Regions from separate parts of the Sus scrofa genome. Here region 1 is linked to region 2. A link is a contact called in public Hi-C data. All regions are on one chromosome and are shown on one strand. The core of a region is the stretch at or near the end of the contact, and the rest is flanking DNA. Distances in the headings are between cores, read along the strand shown.

Region 1 (2,726 bases), core at 50-2,549, 79 kb after region 2:
CAAGTAAAGCAAGCATCATCCAGAACACCTGCCAAAGATCCCAGGCTGCTCTCATCTGCCCTAGATGTGTTCCTGCTGCCGGGATGGCGCTTCCCCCCTACCCCGCAGCACCTGCATTCCCAACTCTCCCCATAAGCTCCATCAATACCTTCCTGCCACCTGATCCACGGCTGGATAATGGAGAAAACAGATCCTGACCCATGGAGAACGGTACTCACATCAGGAACCAACACCTACACACACACCCATCCCCCACTCCCCAGTCCCGGAACGTACGAACGAAAAGGAAAGGGACAAAAGGCTTTCCAATGCCGAGAAATTAAGCCAGAGATGCGGGGGCAGCCCTGGCTGCTGAGTGAGGGCTCACCTGCAGAAGGCATCTCCTGCTCGGATCACCACGACAGGCAGGCCTTCCTTGCACTTCACACACTTCTGCTCACGGCTTTGGAAAGGGGAAGAAAAAACAGGAAAGCAAATTACACCTCCTCCCAAGGGCATCAGGGAGATGGGAGCCTGCTTCTTACCCCAAGCTGCCGTGCGAGAGATCAAATGGGGGTTATACCCCAGGAAACAGGGCTTTTGTCTTATCCTAACTACCACTCTGAGGAAAGGCCAGGGACCGAAGGGGATTTTAGTCTGCTAAAGCCGGTTCAGTGGCCTCTTAACGGCCACCTCTCAGTCTCTCAGGGGCTGGCAGAAGAGAGACAACTTCCGTGCGGCCCAGAAGGGAGAAGTGGAGTCAGTGGGTGGAAGAGAAAGGGGCTCCGACTTTCCTGAGTAAGGGGAGCGGCGAAGCCGCCCTACTGGCTGCAAGAATTAAAGGTGGGAGAGCGCAGAGCGAGCTTCTCCCTGCAGTGCTCAGCGCCGGCCCGCCAGGCACTCCCGCGGTGCTGCGGTGGGAGATTCGGCCCCCGACGGAGGCCCCCCGACGCCCAAGGCCCGCCCTCGGCGGACGCCGGGATTCCCGGAGCGCAGCCCCCGTGACTGACCACAAAGCGCGGGTCCGCCCACGGGGCAAGAGCTCGCCGCCGGCCGGAGGGGAAGCCGCCCAACTCTTACCCGGGCCGTGAAGGCTGCAGGCCCTCGGGCGAGGGCTCCCCGTAGTCCTCGTCCACCTCGCACATGGCTTCGCCAAGTCGCTCCTTAAACCGCAGCGGCGAGGCGCGCTCCGACTACGTCACCGCGGCGCGGGCGCGGCTGTGACGTCCAGGGGGGCGGGGTGGCCGCTGGCGTTCTCTATGACGTCACCGAGACGCCAGCGCGACTGTGACGCGAGGGTCTGGGACGGGCGCTCCCTGTGACGTCAGCTCGGCGCCGTCGCGGCTGTGACGCGCTGGCCGGGCCGGGCAGGGCCGGGACAGGGGCGGCGGCGGCGGCGGCGGCGGCGGGCCGGCCCCGGGATGGCGATGTTCCGCAGCCTGGTGGCGTCCGCTCAGCAGCGGCAGCCACCGGGCGGGCCTGCGGGCGGCGACAGCGGTTTGGAAGCGCAGTACAGCTGCCCCATCTGCCTAGAGGTCTACCACCGGCCCGTGGCCATCGGCAGCTGCGGCCACACGTGAGTGCGCCGGCCTTCAGGAGGCCGCGGGGTCGGGCACCGCCGCGGGCAGGGCCCTGCAGCCGCCCTGGCACAGCCCCGGCGCGCGGAGAACTTAGGGGGCGGGAGGGCGCGGGGCCCCTGGGGCAGAGCCGTTTCTGCCCTTTGGGGCGCGTTCATCCGCCTCAGCCCAGCCTCCTGCCCGCCCGCCCTGGGCTCTCGACCCGACCCCTCCGTTGTCAGACCGGGCCGACCAGCAGCCCTGCCCGGTGTCGGGTGCCCCGGGGGCCGCTGACGGCCTCGGCAGGCCTCCCTGGGGACTCAGAGCGCAGCAGGCGCGAACTCTGCGCCGGTCGCCTTCGATCTGGTCCCGTGGAGACCGGGGTGGACAGTTGTAAATAAATGTCTTGTAGCTTTTGCTGTCAACTCTTTTTCGGACCCGCTGTCTGCCTGTCTTGACTGCAGAGGAGAGGAGTTCCCTAAAGTTGGGGCATAGGCTTGTTTGGAGTCTGATGCTGTTTTGTTTTGATGGAGAACTTGGGTCTCATCCATCACTGACCAGCCATGCAGGCTGGCCCCCAGGAGACCAGGTGCCACACACCTTGTTAAAGGTTTCCAGCTGTGCCAGGACCCGGTGGTTTCAGGAACGGAAACCTGAGCATGCGGCTCTCCTTCCCGATGAGCACCGCACTCCAGTCTTCTGGGAGCTGCCAGCCTGGCTGGGAGGGGGCCGAGATCAGAGTGCCTGCTCTCCAGCTCTCCTGAGCTCTGAATAATACAGCTCTTGAGTGAAATTAGCAGGGTGGGGAGAGGGGGCAGGAGGGCCCGGCTGCCAGCAGAGCTGCTGAAGAGGTGGGGCCAAGTGCACCCAGGCTGGTAGGAGGCCCTAGCACATTTTGCAAACAAAGCCAGCTAACCTGGAAGGAGCTGGACCTGCTGAGTGTGTGCTGCTCATCACCCAGGGAGGTGGCATCCATGGTGTCAGGAGCTGGGAAGCCTGCACACGCAGACACGCACACACATACACAGCATGCGCATGGCAGGACAGGCACCTGCTCACACCCAGGGAGCCCTGCGGGCTTGTCCTGAAGGTGCACTGTGTGTCCCTTCTCCAGGCCGTTTGTGAGGTGTTGGCGGGGCGGCCTCTGCGCAGAGCTTCCTTCTTGTAAGCACACACTCGTGGGTGTTGTAA
Region 2 (2,781 bases), core at 227-2,726:
CCCTTGCACGCCCACCATCTCCCCATCGCGAGGACTACAAGGACAGCGACCCAAGCGTGGCTTCAGACTCAGCTCTGCCCCCGGAGGTCCCAGCCACGCCCAGCCCTAGCTTTCTCTAGGAGGCGTGTGATGACCACACAGCCCCGGGAGGGCAGACACAGGGCCACAGAGTAAGTGTCCAGTGACTGCTGGCTGTCGAAATGGCCTGAAATCACGGGGCCCAAGCCCTCTCACAGGCAGAGGCCGAGACCCGTAGACTGTGCCAGCCTCCGGGAAGGAGTGGCTCTAGCCCCCAGCTGGGCCCAGCCCCACCAGGCCTCTCACCAGGCTGCCCTTTCCTGGAGGTCCTGACCTCCCACGCAGGACTCACCCCGGCTCTGCTGGGCGCCCCTCCTCCTCCGGGACTCTGGGGTCCTCAGCATCCTTCCTCTGGGCACTTTCCCTCAGCTCCTGGACCTGTGCCCCCAGCTCCTGTGCCCGCTGCAGACGGGACTTGAGCTCAGAGAGAGTGACCTTCAAGGGGACCTGTGGACACAGGGTGCCATCAGCCAGCGTGTCACCAGTCCACCTGCCCTGCCCTCCGGGCAGCCTCCTCACCTTGTCCTGCTGGGCTGCCCTGCAGGGCAGCTGACCTTCTGAGAGGGTAGCCTTCTTTGTCCTCTTGCTGGGAGAAGAGTGCTCGGGCGAGCCAGGGGCAGCGGGGGAACTGGGGCCAGAGCCCTGGTGGGAAGGACGCCAAAGACGATGGAGTCACAAAATCCCGGTGCCCCATCTCCACAGAAGACGGCTCTCCCATCCCCTGCGCTAACTGGGATGCGGCCTCACTCACAGCCAGGCCCCGCACCTCGCCTTGCCCACGAGCCTGGTGTTGTGCCGGCGGGAAGGGCTCCGGCCCCGCAGTGTCACACCTGTCACTGTTAGTCCTCTGGGAGGGAGGCCTCCCGAGGCTACCGGGCCCCGCCCACCTGGGCACGTGACCCGACCCTAGCCCCTCCTCCCGCCGGGGGCTTCGGCCCACCCTCCGCACCCAGGGCCATGGCCAGCGCCCTCCTCCAGCGTCGGTCTCTCCAGGGGCCCCGCCCCTCCCCACGGGGGGGGGGTCGCCCCTCCACCGGTTCCTCCCGTCCGTGCCCCTCCCTGGCCTCAGGGTCCCCCCTCTCTCCGCGTCCTCACCGTGTCGGCCGGCAGCCGCAGCCTCCGGCGCGCAGGCGGCGCGGGCTCGTCGCGCGTGGGCTCGGCGGCCGGGCGGGCGCGCTTGCGGCTGCTGCCGGGGCGCGGAGCGCTGGGCGCGGGCTTGGCGGGGCTCGGAGTGCGCAAGGACGGCTTGGCCCGCGGCGGCGCGCCGCGGAGCCCGGGACGGCGGCGCGCGAAGAAGTCGGTGACGCGGCGCTGCGCCATGACCAGAGCGGGAGAGCGGAGCAGCGGGACCACCGGCGGAAGTGGAGCCCGGCTTCGCGCGGGTTTTCGCGCCGCGGCTTGGCCCCGCCCCGCCGTGGGCGGGACCATCGGCGCCCCGGCCCGGGGGTTGGCGGGAAAGGGACGCGCCCGGGCGCGTGCGCGCTGGCCCTCTCGGCGGGGGTCTGCGGGCCGTGGGCGCACAGGGTGCCGTCCCTCCGGTCCCGGCCCAGGGGGCGCCGGGCGGCGCGGCTCCTGGTGGACGCCAAGCACGTTCTGAACTGACAAAGAGAAAAATGCTACGCTGCTTCCCGCTGACGCCCAAGCTCAAACGAGGCAACGAAGCTGGCGCCCAGCCGCGCGGACCCGGGAGGCGCTGCGCAGGTGGCCGCAGGGGCGGGGGGCTCGGCCCTGAGGCCAGCGTGCAGCCCGGAACGCGGAGGAGGGGGATGCGCAACCACTGAATTAATTGCACACCTTAAGGGAGGACGCTGTGATTGTGACTCAGACTGTTTTGAAAAAGAAACGTGCTCTCAAATGGCTGAGTTGGAAAGAAAGGAAGTACTTCTTAGGGCCTGAAATTTGGCTTATCCGGCAGGCTCAAGTTGAGGAATTCCCATCACGGGAAAATGCACTCGGCTCGGTCCTGAAGTGTGACCACGGTCCGAGAGGAAAGTAATCACGAGGAGGGTTGTCTTTGGGAGGCACGAGCGCTGAGACGGGGGCTTTACCGGGCCGTCTTTTCCAGGATTTCTGTAAATAGCATGAATTGTGCCTTTAGAGAAGAAAAAGAGAGCTCCCTAGAGGCTCAGCGCGTTAGGAATCCTGCTTTGGGACTTGCTGCTGTGGGGCAGCAGGTTAAGAATCCGTCTAAGATCCCTGAGGACGCGGATTCCATCCCTGGTCTCCTCAGTGGGTTCAGGATCCAGCCTTGCTGCGGTGTAGGTCGCAGACGGGCTCCCATACCGCAGGATCCGATCCCTGGCCCGGGAACTTTCCATAGCCTGCCAGTGCGACTAAAAACAAACGAACACAAGAGTACAGTAGTGAGGAAGGTGGGGTCGATGTGACAGGCAGGTGTGGAGCTGTTATCCAAACAGCTGGTAGCAAGTTGTCAATGGGACGAGGCCGGCGTTGTTAAGGCTTTATTTTGTTAACGGTTTTATTTTGGCGTTTGTAGTCTGAGCCACCAAGTAGAGTGTATTTCCTTTCCTTTCCTTTTCATGCTTTATTTCATATATTCTTTTTCTATTCTCCAGTGGGGTTTATCAGTGGGTGTGGAATACAGGTCTCTGTGCTGTGCAGCTGGGCCTTGTTAGTTATCCAGACTGTAGATGATAGTTTGCATCTGCTCATCCCAAGCTCCCCGTCCATCCCACTCCCTCC

The links. A called contact is a pair of places that touch in the nucleus more often than the background predicts.
Region 1: a contact with region 2 is called in a Hi-C map of fetal liver, with 1.7 times the contacts expected there. The contact joins the promoter of RNF166 here to the promoter of CDT1 in region 2. A contact is called at or near these places in 7 of 47 Hi-C or Micro-C datasets (alveolar macrophages, blood, fetal liver and 2 more) and 1 of 2 datasets of contacts at active chromatin or transcription factors (alveolar macrophages).

Annotation. Positions count from the first base shown.
Region 1 is chr6:975,658-978,383 of Sscrofa11.1, forward strand. It overlaps RNF166 (RING finger protein 166), which reads left to right and starts at 1,300. Exons shown (of 6, transcript XM_021093662.1): 1 at 1,300-1,555. The coding sequence starts at 1,401. It overlaps CTU2 (cytoplasmic tRNA 2-thiolation protein 2), which reads right to left and starts at 1,224. Exons shown (of 16, transcript XM_021093659.1): 1 at 1,060-1,224; 2 at 368-442. The coding sequence starts at 1,124.
Region 2 is chr6:896,230-899,010 of Sscrofa11.1, forward strand. It overlaps CDT1 (DNA replication factor Cdt1), which reads right to left and starts at 1,477. Exons shown (of 10, transcript XM_021093641.1): 1 at 1,174-1,477; 2 at 598-720; 3 at 371-525. The coding sequence starts at 1,398.